5 separate regions of the Mus musculus genome follow, and all the other regions are linked to region 3. The links are chromatin contacts, called in public Hi-C, HiChIP or PLAC-seq and promoter capture Hi-C maps. All regions are on one chromosome and are shown on one strand. The core of a region is the stretch at or near the end of the contact, and the rest is flanking DNA. Distances in the headings are between cores, read along the strand shown.

The links. Promoter capture Hi-C pulls out the DNA fragments that hold promoters and counts their contacts. A called contact is a pair of places that touch in the nucleus more often than the background predicts. HiChIP or PLAC-seq counts read pairs in DNA pulled down with a chosen protein or histone mark.
Region 1: a contact with region 3 is called in a promoter capture Hi-C map of stem cell-derived epiblast-like cells, with 2.4 times the contacts expected there. The contact joins the promoter of Wipf3 here to the promoter of Chn2 in region 3. A contact is called at or near these places in 4 of 39 promoter capture datasets (embryonic stem cells, liver and stem cell-derived epiblast-like cells) and 1 of 115 datasets of contacts at active chromatin or transcription factors (pancreatic cancer cells).
Region 2: a contact with region 3 is called in an H3K4me3 HiChIP or PLAC-seq map of embryonic midbrain, with 5 times the contacts expected there. The contact joins the enhancer-like site here to the promoter of Chn2 in region 3. A contact is called at or near these places in 11 of 39 promoter capture datasets (the 3T3-L1 cell line, the HPC-7 cell line, cranial neural crest and 7 more), 5 of 484 Hi-C or Micro-C datasets (the AML12 cell line and embryonic stem cells), 8 of 115 datasets of contacts at active chromatin or transcription factors (embryonic basal ganglia, embryonic forebrain, embryonic hindbrain and 4 more) and 1 of 9 other capture datasets (pancreatic islet).
Region 4: a contact with region 3 is called in a Hi-C map of cerebral cortex, with 2.9 times the contacts expected there. The contact joins the enhancer-like site here to the promoter of Chn2 in region 3. A contact is called at or near these places in 4 of 39 promoter capture datasets (embryonic stem cells, frontonasal cranial neural crest and hippocampal neurons) and 8 of 484 Hi-C or Micro-C datasets (3T3-L1-derived adipocytes, cardiomyocytes, cerebral cortex and 4 more).
Region 5: a Hi-C map of the C2C12 cell line shows a contact between it and region 3, with 3 times the contacts expected there. The contact joins the enhancer-like site here to the promoter of Chn2 in region 3. A contact is called at or near these places in 12 of 39 promoter capture datasets (the 3T3-L1 cell line, cranial neural crest, embryonic stem cells and 5 more), 22 of 484 Hi-C or Micro-C datasets (3T3-L1-derived adipocytes, the Ba/F3 cell line, the C2C12 cell line and 15 more) and 3 of 115 datasets of contacts at active chromatin or transcription factors (extraembryonic endoderm stem cells, neural tube and pancreatic cancer cells).

Annotation. Positions count from the first base shown.
Region 1 is chr6:54,428,332-54,431,031 of GRCm38.p6, reverse strand. It overlaps Wipf3 (WAS/WASL interacting protein family, member 3), which reads right to left and starts at 1,346. Exons shown (of 9, transcript NM_001167860.2): 1 at 1,172-1,346. 9130019P16Rik (RIKEN cDNA 9130019P16 gene) reads left to right here and starts at 811. Exons shown (of 14, transcript NR_033635.1): 1 at 811-1,711.
Region 2 is chr6:53,759,328-53,762,027 of GRCm38.p6, reverse strand. No RefSeq gene overlaps it. Among named protein-coding and RNA genes, the nearest start is that of Tril, 60 kb to the left of the region's middle. Within about 2 kb of position 1,322, at least 54 of the 459 cell types and tissues checked have an H3K27ac peak or open chromatin away from gene starts, as enhancers often do. A contact at or near this core is called in pre-B cells and stem cell-derived neural progenitor cells, where this site is marked.
Region 3 is chr6:54,038,576-54,041,275 of GRCm38.p6, reverse strand. It overlaps Chn2 (chimerin 2), which reads right to left and starts at 1,344. Exons shown (of 13, transcript NM_001163640.1): 1 at 1,121-1,344. The coding sequence starts at 1,169.
Region 4 is chr6:54,386,738-54,389,437 of GRCm38.p6, reverse strand. All of the region lies in intron 3 of 9130019P16Rik (RIKEN cDNA 9130019P16 gene), which reads left to right. Among named protein-coding and RNA genes, the nearest start is that of Wipf3, 42 kb to the left of the region's middle. Within about 2 kb of position 1,432, at least 22 of the 459 cell types and tissues checked have an H3K27ac peak or open chromatin away from gene starts, as enhancers often do. A contact at or near this core is called in cerebral cortex and uterus, where this site is marked.
Region 5 is chr6:54,366,908-54,369,607 of GRCm38.p6, reverse strand. All of the region lies in intron 3 of 9130019P16Rik (RIKEN cDNA 9130019P16 gene), which reads left to right. Among named protein-coding and RNA genes, the nearest start is that of Prr15, 41 kb to the right of the region's middle. Within about 2 kb of position 1,322, at least 14 of the 459 cell types and tissues checked have an H3K27ac peak or open chromatin away from gene starts, as enhancers often do. A contact at or near this core is called in the C2C12 cell line, the N1E-115 cell line and pancreatic cancer cells, where this site is marked.

The DNA of each region.
Region 1 (2,700 bases), core at 97-2,596, 390 kb before region 3:
TAATACTAACTGGCAGCAAGAAACCCTCTCCTGGCCCTCTCTGAGGTGACGAAGGCAAAGACAGTGAGGCACACAAGCTTTTAAAGTCACACAAGTCTGCCCAACAAATGCTCTCACTTACATCCAAGGACCCCAGGCACAGAAGAGGAATACCACTGTCCCACTGGAAACTTTCCTCAGAGAGTCCCCAGACTGTGTGTGTGTCAGAGATACTTCTGGTTTTTCCTGAGGCCATTAGACAGGCTTCCTGGGTTTCTGGGCAGAACATCTACCCAACTCAGGTTCTCACACTCATGGCAGACACTCCAAGCACACAGAAGACATTGTTTCCACAGGGGAATGGATGCCTGGCATCCTACAGGAGAGCGTGTTCTTCTCCCAAGCTTGCTCCCCGTGAGCTCCTGGCTAGGTATCCGGGGGAATGGCCACAATTACCCAGTCCCGCACACCTCCAAAGGACTTTAAAGGCCATTTGTGGCCAGATGTAAATGGCTAGAGATAATGGATAGACAGACACATACACTCTCTGGCTCCTGACCTAGGCAGGCTTACAGATAAGCCTCGGGGAGTCAGGACTCAGCTCCTGGCCCGACTCTGTCACCAGGAACTGTGTGACCTTGGATAAGTCACTTTTTCCCTCAGGAATTGGCTTTCTTTCTGGGAAATGGTCCAGTATCCTCAGTCCTTGTCTGATTGTGCAGGTTCCCAGATCTCTCCTAATCGCCAGGGACCCTTCCTTAACATCCCCAACACAAGCAAGATCCGCCCTTTTGTTCTCAGGGGAGGGGTGGGGGGTGACGTGGGGGAAGGGAAGCAGAGCCCCCTTGGGGCATCAGACTAAGAGGCCTCCGTGCCAGAAGCTGATAACGGAAGAGTGCTGTCCTGGGAGGTCACCAGGGAGCCCTGAGGTGACCTGGTGTAGCCATGGTCCCTTTCCGACCCGTGGCGGGCAGGGAGCGAGTGGTTGCCGCTAGGGCTGCACGGAGCAGCTCCCAGACGTAGTCGCGGCTGGGGACTACAGTTTGGAGAGGGTCCTGGGCACTCTCACTCACCCAGCGTCTTTGACAACGCGGGAGGCCACTCTACCTCGGGACTGTCCCCAATACCCTCCGCGACAACCCCAATCGGCCACTTACTTAACCCAGGGCCCGGACGCGAGCAGAGCAGCTACCTGCAGCTGGCCGTAACCCGGCCGACTGGACTTTAGCTGGCGCCTCCGTCCCCGCTGTCCCCGTCGTCTCCGTCGTCCCCGTCGTCTCCGTCGTCCCCGTCGCCTCGAGGATCCCGGCTGGGCTGCAGACAGTGCCTGGCGTTGCTTCTGCGCGCCCGGCTAAGCTGGACTCTGCGCTCCTCGCTCGCTCCCAGCCGGGCTTAAGCGCTGCCGGGACGCGGAGGCGGAGCCGCCGCCCCCACCTGCTCCTGGCGGCCGCCCTGGAGCCTCGCCGCCCAGCGCACGGGGACGCGGTCCAGAGGGCGGGGTCGCTCTGGCACCCAGGAGGCGGTCCTGGCTGCGCGGCGGCGCAGCTCCCAGGTACAGAGTCCCGAGTGTGAGCCACGGGGACAATGGGGCCAAGGGCTGGAGTTCCCCTGCACGCCACCTCGTCTATATATTACAAACATTTCTGAGCCCTCGCTAAGCCCCAGACAGCGCGTATATGCAAGGGGACAAAAGGAGAATGGGACAGCCGGTTGTCCCGATGAGCACAAGCAGGTACTTACAATACGGAGCCAAGAGAACATCCAACGTGTACAAAGCAGAGGGACACCCAATTCAGACCTGGGCTTGAGAGGCAGGGGTGGGTGTGTGGGTGGAGAGAGCTGGGGGGCGGGAGGGGGAGGTAGAGAAGCTTGCTCTCAGAGATAGGTGAGCACAAAATATCCTGGTAACACAGGGAGGTAAGTAGCTTCCGGTGGGGCAGAAGTGGGAAGAAGGCAGTTTGAAATCTAGAGTGAAGCGAGTCTGTCCCATTTCCCTGTCCGGCTGTCCAGAGCTTGGAGAATGCTGGAGATTTATGCCTGAGGCTCCTGTGTACACTCAGCTGCTCCAAGTGCAGCAATTCAGGCTGGCATTTCCTGCCTCTCACATCTTAGGCATACTTGTGTTCTGGTTCGAAAAGGAAGGAAAGCTCAATTTGCAGAGAAGAATTATTTCCATGGCCATGTAGAAATCCCACCAGGTCTTCTACGGAGCCCCAAAGCACAAACTAGTTGCATGGCCAGTCATTTATCTTACAAGCTGGGCGGTTTCTGGAGGATATACTAATTCAGCTTTTTAAATGCTTGATTCAAAGTGATGGTGTCTGCAGAGTGGGGCTATTTGGGGCTGAAAACATCATGAAGTTGTTGTGTTCAAGAACCCAGTGTCTCATGGCACAAGTGGTCCTTCTTGCATCCTTTTTCTCTGGACATTGCAACAGGATTCAGTCTCTGGGAGCCACGTTCCAAATACCTAAGCCGCTCTCCCCATCGTCTCTATGGACAGAATCCAGAGTGATGACCAGTTAAAGACTAAAGACTATAGTGCCAGTGCCTTTCCTGATCACCGAGACTTTCTTAGCACACTAGCTGAGTTCAATTCCCAGTACTACCAAAAGAAAACAAAGCAAAGCCCCTCAAACAACAACAACAACAACCATAATAAACCTTATCAAAGTTAATATAGTAGGAATAGATGAGATAGCTTGGCTAGTAAAGGCACTT
Region 2 (2,700 bases), core at 73-2,572, 280 kb after region 3:
GTAGATGTGGTGGTGGTGGTAGTGGTGTGGTGGTGGTGGTGACGGTGATGGTGTATATGTGCGTGTTTGTGTATGTGTTATTGGTGGTGGTAGTGTTGGAGGTGCATGGGCAGATTTGGTGATGGTGGAGGTGATAGTGATGGTGATGATACTGACGGTGTGTGTGTGTGTGTGTGTGTGTGTCTGTGTGGGTCCATCCCACAGTTTAGCTGTAGAGAACTTTCCCTTTATTCTGCCTGTGTGCTTCATATCCCTTTCTCCTTTTAGTCTAAGTGATAAATTTGACCTTCTTGCAGATTTGACTTTTTTGACTTAGCATTGTCCTCAGGTGTATTTTTGCACATTTGTGTTCCATTTCTATTTCCTCCTCTTGGACCACGTGCCTGTTTTCCCCCTGATGGCTCCTCCCTCCTTCAAACTGAGCATTTCCCCTGGCTCCGGGTGGAGCCCACCATTTGCACAGATATTCTCCAAATCCTGCCTCCTTGTGCTTTAGGGACAGGTCAACCTCCAAAGCATTTTTATAACCCCTTTGCTGCGATGGCTCTGGGCTTCAAAGCACAGGAGGTCTATCTCTCCCCAGATGGATGTGAGCACTGGATGCCGGTTCTGCTTGCCTCTCTCCAGGCTTCCCTCAGTGATGCTGGCCCTCAGCTCAGTGTCTACAACCAGGCTTCTTTAAGGCAGCCTTAGCTTGCCCTCATTTCTTCTGCCTTTCTCTAGATTCTTGTGAAATCCTGTGGTGATAAAGAGGTTCTGTGCTGCTCTTTGAAGTATGGCCGTCTCTTGCAGAGGCTGGCTTCATCTGGGCAATATGGGAAGACTTGGTGCAGCTGGGAATGCGTTTTTCATTTAGCCAAAGGGATGCTTTTGGCATCTATGGAACTAGAAGGCCCTTATTCATCTTTTGGGTTTATATATTTTCTTAAAGGTTGCGATTTGCATTTCTGTTCTCTATCTCCTTTTGCATTGCTGTCTGAGAAATGCAAAACCCGTGGGGGAAAGTAGGCCTGGCTTTGGGGAGATTTCAAATGCAGCTCTCCTTTGTGTCACTGGAGGCGGCCCCAGTCCTTCCCGCCAAGGCCAACTGCCTGCAGGGTAATGGATTATCTTCCTCTCTGCAGACTCCACGGGAGATGTTCTCAACGGTTTATGCATTCTGGCCTGAAAACACTCCCTGCAGAAGGGAGAATTCTTCCTGTGTTCCCCAGCAGAGGTCCCTGGGGACTGAATCTGGCTCGCAGTGTAAACCCCATGTGCTATAAAGAGAAGATCAAGGGCAGATTTGGCACTAAGTGGTTGTTCCAAAGTTTCCAACTGGTCTAAGCTTTCAAAGACAAAGAGTGAGGAGTTGTGGTTGCTTTCACCTTGGGGAATACTTACAGGAGGTGTCTAAACACGCCTCAAAATGCCCGGATCTTAGCAGAAGGGAAGAGATCAGTAAACCTGTAAACAAAAAAGGTGACTGGTTCTGCTTTGGGATAAAAAAAAATAGGAAGGGGGAAGTGGAGGGGTTTACTCACAGGAGGAATAGGTTATTTGGGTGTTGAGCTTTTGTTTAGACCTCTGTCAGTGGCACCTTCAGCAATTGAAGCAAGAGATAAGTTTGTTAAATGTGTAATATATAAGGGAAATCAGCAAGAAAAACATGTGTGTGTGTGTGGGAGGTCCAAAGAGACAGAAACAAGTTTAAATTAAGAGAGAGGAGGGAGGGAGGGAGAGAGAGAGAGAAAAGAGAGAAAGAGAACAAAGAGAAAGAGAAACTGGGGGGCCAGAGAGAGAGAATGAATAAAAAGGAAGGAAATGGATGATAAGGAAGAGAAGGGAAAGGATGAGGGGGGCAAGCCCTCTGAGGTGAGTGGGTTATGGTGTTTGAAAACATCCTCAAGAGCAAAGCCAGCAGGCAGCTTCCTCACAGATGCCTCCTGGTTGTTGCCCAGAGCTTTAAGGACTGAAGGGTAGCAAACCCTCCACATTCCTGGTCACACTAAGCTTTGCTTTGAAATCCCTAAGGAGGCCTACAACTTGGGGGTTGAGGTGACAAAGGGCAGACTGAGGGAATTATTTATTTCCCTCTTTGCCATCTGGGCATCCTCATTAATTGAGTGGATTCATTTGGTGCCGGTTTCTGCTCCCTTCAGAGTTCTGGTCAGGAAAATTAAGAATCATGATTCTAACGGCTCACGTGGTCTGTGAGTCATGGCAGGATGCTTTAGTGCTCTGGCCTTCCCAGTTTGCTATGTTTTGATTTGCTGAGTTCTTTCTTCCTCTTTTGTGCAGTTTACTTATTATAATTATTAATGAGGAAACAGAAAAGTGGCTATTCAGTTGAACTTTAGGGAGCAGGACGTGATAAACAGTCTCTGTCTAGGATCTAACATTTGCCCCTAAATACAGTAATTATTAGGTTGCTTGATGATATGCTGGGTTTTACAAGGCTCTTATTAGGGAAAGAAAAAGAACATAATAAATCCACTAATGTGGGTAATGACTGGTATGGAAATTGAAAATGGTTCAAAATTAACCCACTCCTTTTTTCCACCTTCTAAATACCCCCCTGGGTCCTAATATTATTCATCACATAAATATACTTGCTCTTCATTTCAGCTAGTCCTTCCCTGCCAAGACACTCCAGAATTAATTGCAATTAAGTGCTATCTGGCCTTACCCAGGCATTGACAGGAGGCTCAACTGAAGGAA
Region 3 (2,700 bases), core at 95-2,594:
CTATGATTCCTTTTAATGCCTGCCTTCCTGCCAGTGCTGCATCTCTTCTCCACTCCGGATTTAATTTTTGGAGAATAAATAAAAGGAACTCAATTGTGGACACCATACAGTAGTAACACACTGAGCATTCCCACCAGGACTTGAAGACTGTTGTCTTGGACCCTTGAGTTCTGTATACCATGCCAAATGTCTTACCAGCCATCCCTTCAGGGTTTCTTATTAAAGTTTTCAGTGACCAAAGGGGTAGTAGAACTGTACCTAATGCATCAGTCTGATTAGAAACCTGTCATGTTCAGAAACCAGAGGGGCTGCCTCCATTGATTCTTATGCATTCACATTCATTATCATTTTTTTCTGTTCAATTAGACCTGCTGATCAACCATAGAAAAGCTTGAAAGCCCTTCTTTCACCCAGCCACATTTAACACTGAAAAAAAAAGAAGCCTTGAAAGTAAAATTACAGCCCCCACCGCCCCCCTCCCGCGCGCACACATGTTCTCTGTGTCTGTCTCACAGTCTCTCTGTCTCTGTCTGTCCCTACACACACACACACACACACACACACACACACACACTCACACACACACACTAAACACGCCAGGAGTCAGAGGCTGGGCTCAACCTCCATTCCACTATCCCACTTCAGTCAGATGAGCAAGACACATTTTCGTCCTGGCTGCTCTCTCAAACCCATACCCCAAGCGAGTGTCTCCAAGGAGCTAATTTCTGAAACAAACAAAGAAATCCGAGTCTGCAAGGAGCTGGGGTTTGCACCCTTCTTTGGCTCTGAGTATCCAAGGTTTCTGGCACCAAGGCAGACAGGTCCCGAGCCCAGCTGTGCCCTCAGCTTCCCTGCGCCTTCTGCCCCTGTTCCAGCTGTGCAGAAAGTGCAAGGCTGCTGGCAGCTACTGCTCGCCAGGAGCCCCAGACTCCAGGTCCGCACGCCTAGGACACCACCGAGTCCCACCACTACACTGTCACCGCTCAGACGCAAAGGTGTTGACCACCTTAACAAGTGTCCCAGTGACGCTCGTGTCCCGCGCCACGCTCTCCTAGAGCGGGAGGGACGGCCACAGGTAGACTCTCCATCCCAGCACGGGCGCCCGCGCGCTGAAACTCACCAGAGGACACGGAGGAGCCGGACAGACTAGAGTTGCTGGATGCTGCCATCTCGGCGCCGCGCGTCACCGCTCTCTCAGTCCTGGTGCGGGCGGCGTCGCCGCTGCCCTCGGCCGGCTGCTCGCAGCCCGCGCGGCCCCCAGCCCATGGCAAAGTCCTGGGGACGCGCGGGAAGCACCGGCCTCCGGACTCTGCCTGTACTTCCTGCTCCGCCAGATGACGCGCTGCCGCCGCCGCTATTTATTCGTGCTCGCCGTCCCTCTCGGCGCCTGGGCGCACTCCGCTGCGGGCGTCGAGGTGGCAGGGGCACAGCGAGGCCAAGGCGGCCGGCCAGGAGGATGGGACCACCTCTCTCGGCGTCCCCGCTGTCCCCGCCGCGGGCCCGCTCCCTGCGCGCGACTGGAACCTGGGCGCCCTTCGGCTCCCGGCACTGACTCTAGGGATCCAGCCTCTCCCGCCGCCGCACTTCGAGCGGCCCGGGCAAAGGCGGGGGAGACAGATAGACAGCGACCTCCCCCTTCTCCCTCCTCCCCAACTCGGCTCGCGCGCGCACACAAAGGAAGGAGAGGAACGCCGGCGCTCCGGGCTGAATCCGCTCGGCCGGCTTGACAGCTCCTGCAACCCTGGCTGCAGGGGGAGGCTGCAGACCAAGGGGTGGAGACCATCAGGACTCGGAGCCTGCCCCGAGGTGTTGGGCACGCCGCCAGGGACGCGAGGCGGGCCGGGCAGCAGTGTACAGTGCTGCTTCCCGAATTAGAAGGGGATGGAGGGGTCGTAGGAGGAAGGTGGTGGGACTGGCAGCAAGCTCTAGGTTTGGATCAGCCACACAGCTCGGGGGAGGGGGTGCAGGGGTGGGGGTACTTCCAGAAGGAGAAGACAAGGTCTCTAAGGATTACGTGCGGGTTTGGAGCAGGCCAGGATGCCACCAAGGCTGGGAAGCGCCCTTCCCATCACCCTTTAATTTGTCCTTTGTTGGTCAGGAACCGAAGGTCCCTGCCCTGCCACAAGAAGCGTCTCCTAAAGCAGAGAGAGCTGATCTAGCTACACTTAAGTACCCCAGACACTGGCAGGGACAGTGCCCCCAAAGTCCACTATGCTTCTGAGACCGGTGCTAAAAGAAATAGAGACATCCCAAAGGTGGCATCGGTCTTACACAAAGAAAGTGGTTCTCTGCCCCTTGGTAGGATCTTCACAAAAGACTGACTCTGCAGCAGGTGCGACTGAATCCTTTAAGGATAAGGAATTGCCTAGGTGTACCGGAGAAAGGGACTGGAGCCGGTGTGTGCCATCCTCCTGTATTTAAACCTAAATTAATTTTACTGGAAGGAAATGTCATGCAGATATATATTTTTTAAAATCCGTTTCACGCTCCCAGCAGGGTAATCGGTTCTTTCATTCCTAAAGCTACAGAAAAACTGTGAAATTTGAACAGAAATTGTTAGATCAAAGGGAAAAAAAGCAAACATTAAAGGAATGAAAGTACTCTCATTATAGAGCAAAACGGAAAGTGTTCTCATTGGGAGCGGCACGATTTGAAAAACATGGCTAAAAAGGACATAGTCCATTTGAAAATGATCAGGAG
Region 4 (2,700 bases), core at 183-2,682, 350 kb before region 3:
TCAATTCTCTTTCCTCCAAAGATAGGTGGAAGCTCTAGAGCCCAGTATCTTAGGATGTGACATTATTTGGTAACAAGATCTTTGCAGATGTAATTAAGCTAAAAGGGAAGTCTTCTTGGATTAGGATAGGCCCTATACCCAATGAGTGATATTCCTAAGAACACAGGCATTGGTACGCAGAGGAGAGCGCCAGGAGGAAGGCCATGTGAAAAGACAGTCATTTAGTTACAAGTGAGCAGACACCTGGGTTTGTGGGCAGCTGGCAGGCATTTGAAAGAGGTCTGGAAAAATTCCTCATAGAGGCAGGCCCTCCTCACACTCTGATCTGGGCCTCCTAGCTTCCACATCTGTGAAACACATTTCTTGTTTTACATTGCACAGTTTGGGGCCCTTTGTGATAGAGGCCTTAACCAGCAGACACACCCTAGTTCACTTGCCCTCAGTGCTGGTGTTGCTGCTGCCTGCAGACAATGGGTTCCATTCTTGGTTCCCCGCTGCAACCAGATCACTGCCCTTGCAGGTAGCTCCTCTTGGCCAGGACTTCAAAGGCTCTGTTCCCCAGATTTATCTTCGATGTGGCTCTTCTGGTCAAAGGAAATCTGTGTCCTCCTCTCCCACGTCCACTCCGAGAGCTTAACAGGCTCATTTCAGTGCAGGAGGGCTCCCCGACTCATCCACAAAGAAATTATTTTCCTGGATTTTTTTTTTTCACTCCAAGCTCCTGGTTGTAAGTTAAGTTAGCTTGTCATTAGCTCTGACCTCTCATTGATTAGAGAGCATGCAACAGGTCAAGGCCATTCTGGTGCTCAGCAGTGGATAATAGGCATGCTCCTGTCTCCGGAAATTTCTTCCAGTGATGTTTTAGAACTCTTCTCCCTACCCTGGCCTTTCACATCCTTAATATGTTTGTGAGTCTAAGAGCCTAGGAAGGGGTGTGGACCAGTGGGCAGTTCCCCTGGTTAGTCCTTCCGAGTAGCTGGCTTGTAGCCCATAAAGTCCTTCCTGCATTGAAGGTGTTCTTTTCTTCAGTGAGCATCACCACACTGTACATTGTAAAATCACTTTGTTTCACTGAACCATGTGTCCCTGGAGGTCCTTCTGGGACTCTGCACTCCTCCAGTTGAAGGCTTCACTGAACTCCCTGAGAAAGTTTTTTCCACCTTTATTTTATCAGCAACACTCTGATTCTCTTAATGTTTAGTGTGTGTGTGTGTTGCAAGCAATATGAAACTGACATCTCAATTTGTATGTGCAGTTGTTTCTCTGCATTAGAAAAAGACTGAATTGCCTAGTTATAAGCTACTGGCCTAAACCTTTTAATTCATTCTGCCCATTGCTCTGTGGCTGGCTTGGCCCCTTGAGCTTCCCTTTGCAGTGGGGTTAGACAGTTCTTGGAGTTTGCCTCCAGACATTCGGTTACTCAGAGCTTTCTGTGCTTTTTGAGCAGCCAGCCAATTCTCCCGCCCCTGCCTCCCTCTCACTTCGGTAGTGCAGGGAACATAGGCTTCAGCCCCTGCATCTGGATTTTTACATGGATTCTGAGACCCAACTCGGGTCATCAGACTTGCAAGACCATCCTTCTGCCTCCTAAGTCTTTCCCCTGTTCCTCCTTCAACTTACTGTATATTCTGTAAGGCAGAAATCAGGAAGCTGAAAACACAAGCTAGCAGATCCCTCTATTTTCGTGTCTTACCGCCTGTTATGTTGTGAATGCCGATTAGATCCCACAAACAGGATGTAGGCATTGGAAACTAGATGGTGGAAACTGGGCAGGGGCATCTTTTAGTTGCCTTTTTATGGACCCAGATCAGGCATAGGCATAAGTGGAGTTTGTTTCCTTCCCACCCTGGAAGTGGTCCAGTGTTCATTCTCCAGACCTGTGAGTGGCATGCAGTCATGCAGGAGCCATGGAATCGCGGCCCACTGACTCCTGTTTGGTCCTGCACCTCAGTTGGGAGGCCTTTTTCCCCCCTTATACTCAGGACTTCCAAGATAAGCGTCTTGATCTCTTGGTTTTGTACCTTTTTAGTTGGAATAGGTGTGGCAGGGTTCCAGACCGCTCAGTTCTACAGCATTCTGGGGTCATTCGTGGGAGTCTACCATATGGCCTCAGTCAGTTTCTCTGTATTAAGTCCCCTTCCACATACAGTCCCTAGGTGTGGTTTGCTTTCTCTTTCTGTATTGACTTGGCAGATGCAGGCTTGCCACATTGCTTCCCATTCTCAGTGATAGACAGGAACCCTGTTTAACCTTAGTTGCTGGTCTCAGCTTTCCTGTGGGTAGATCAGGTTGGTAAAGTTTTGGTATTCAGCACAAGAGATTTTTAATACACACACACACACACACACACACATCTGCACCCACAATGTAACAGGTAGTAAGGCATGAAAATAGAGGGATTTGTTTGCTTGTTTTTTTTAAACTTCCTCAACTTGCTGATTTCTGCTGTATATATAGTATACATATAACACACACACACACACACACACACACACACACACACACACACACACGAACTGACAACTGGAAGAGGGAAATCCTAAGTTGAAAGAGATCTCAGACTAAGAGGTCTATATCCTGCCTCTGGCCACGGCTCTACCCTGTTCTAGTCAAATGACCTTCAGTAAACTCCCTTTCTTGGGACTGAGTTTCTTTCTCTTTGAAATAATGAATTCCAGCTGTCTTCCAAAGCTGATTTTA
Region 5 (2,700 bases), core at 73-2,572, 330 kb before region 3:
TGTGTCTGTTTCTCCCTCTCTCATACCCTAAAAACTTCAGCAGAAGAAGGGTGGCATTATGTGTCCAGCAGTTAACCAAGACTCATTTCCTCAGGAGTCCAGGGAAAGGAACGCAGCTAGTAATCTCTGTTTTCAATATTGTAGAGCAAGGTGACCGTCCTCTTCATTCAAGTAAGGAGTTCCCAACAACTTGAACCCCACCAAATCCACCTATACAAACCATTTCCCATGGCCAGTGGTGACTTTAAGTGGAGTGAAGATGTAGGCCTTGTCCTCCATGCCAGTCTAACAAAGGCCCAACCTAGCAAATGCCTCTCACTGCACAATGGGAGAGCAGATGTTTGTAATACGGGCTGGGGTCCTGGCAGGGCTGCTGGGCTGCAGGATGAAAGAGCCATTTCTGCTGCTGCTCCTTCTTCCAGGACAAGGCAGATGTCCTCACCTCAGGGGCCTAGAAGACTTTTGCACTCAGTCACAAAATGCAGGTCCCCAGGACGCCCGATGGTGACTAGAGGATTTTAGTAAGCATTCGTCACTGCTTGCCACACCCAGGCCAGCCTCGGCCCACCGGGTTGGTATTTGCTCCAGAGGCCACAAGACTGTATGAAGGGCCAGTTTTGCTGTCGTGGGTTTATGTGAGGCAGATCTGCTGTTTCAGTTTGACGAATTTCAATGACACATCATCAGAAGCAGTGAATGTTGTTTTGACTAGTCGTTTCATGGTGAACAGTGACATTTGGTTGAATTTATTCATCTCAGAATGCACTGGCTCTTCTTGCAGGTGAATATTTCTTTCACCATTGATGAAAAAACAAAGCTGAAAATGGTTCTTGGGCTCAGAAATATCAACACAGTCCCCTCTTGTAAAAACAAAGATGTGGAGGGGTACTGTCCTTGTTATGTATTAGACTGGAGATTATAGATTCAGTTTATGGGAACAGGGAGCCGGCTATCTATTAAAATGTGTCCAAATGTAAAAATGTGAAGTAATCGTCTATTGTTCTGGATACTCTGGTATTTACTCAAATCTTTGAGAGTAGCTGTTATTCGTGCAGAATTCTAACTTCCTAATCAGATAAGCTGCCGCTGTCCTTGGCTCCCATAATGTGTGCTGTGCAAGGAGTCTATCTTTGCAGCCAGATGATCTAAGTTCTCAGTTGTAACTCATCCTTCAGCTCCCACTCTGAGAGATTTATACACGTGCTGATTAAATAATACAATACTACAATGAGAAAGCGCCTCACAGGGCACAGTACCTGCTCTGGGAGAACTAGCGTCTGGCCCCGTGCTGAGGTGGTCTTACTCCAGCTTGCCACTAGGTGGTGTGTGTTCAGTAAGTTCATCATCCACTAAACTTCCAGGCATCAGCAATTTACTTTATCTCACCGCTCTCCCAAGTGTGCTGCACTAACTGCCTTCTGTTGAGTGTTCCTGGTAGTAAGTTAAGCCCAGGATTTTGAGATAAGTGATGGAGATTCCCATTGCTCTACTGACACAGCATACATTCTATCCAGACCTGCACAACGAGGAATACAGAAAGAAAGAGCAGTAATGAGGAAGGAGACAGGGAGGGAGGGAGGGAGGGAGGGAGCCTATGTAGGCTGAAGACCTGTGAGATCCAGGACAAAGCGCATGCCCAGTAACTGTTTTCCCCATCTAAGATACCCTCACTTCCCCTGCATTGCAGAGCTCAGCTAAGTGAGTGGCTGCTCCTGGGACACTGACAGGTCTGTTGAGCAGGTCAGGGTATTCTGCTGTGCGGATTTTCACTCTAATCATTCAGAGTGAGAAACCACTCATGAAACATGGGAACTCTCTCCCTCTCGCTCTCCCTCCCTCCCTATGGCCCTGTCTCCCTTCTGCTCTCCTTCTCTCTACCACCACCACCATCATCATCACCACTGGTGGTGTTGGTAGTGTGTGTGTGTGTGTGTGTGTGTGTGTGTGTACATGTCACAAAACTGAATTAGAGGTTACAGGACAACTATGTGGAGTCGCTTCTCTTCCACTATCCCATGAGTTCTGAGGCTGGTTTATAAAGGAAACCTCTCACCCACAGAGATCTCCCCCACTCCCAGATTGTAGAAAATTATAAAGCTTGAAGTAATTCAAGACAGGGCTATGTCTGGAAGGATGCAAACCAGAATTGTAGTTTCCTGTTGGGAGGTGAAAGGAGGGGAGCACCCTGTATTGGACAAGCTCCCCCAAATACCCATGAAGCTGCTTCTCAAAACTATGGAGGGAAGAAAAGATGAGCTGGGATATGCTTCGGGGCCTCTGCATCCTGCATCCCATCCACTCTATGATCCACATTGAGGTCCACAGGGAAGAAAGGTGGTTCCCATTTAAGCCATGCACACTCCTGCCTTTTCTATCCACAGAGTTCTTTCCCTAGGGTTGGGGCTGGGAAAGAGAAACATGGGGGAGGGGAGTTAGCATCTATGGCATGGGAAACAGAAGACAAAGGTGGAAGCAGAGCAGGGTTTCTACAAGCTTGCCACATGGAAAACGGCCTTAACTCAGCTCAGAAAAGGAAGCAGGAGTCTGCTGGGGGCTGGAGGCCATGTCCTGGGCCAGTGTGTGAACAGTCAGAGTGCCTCTCTGCTTCATCTAAGCATGGCCGGTGTCACTGCAGCACATGCTCATCTGTCACCAGACTGCAGAATGTCAACAGCAAATTTAATGTTTCTTATGGCACTG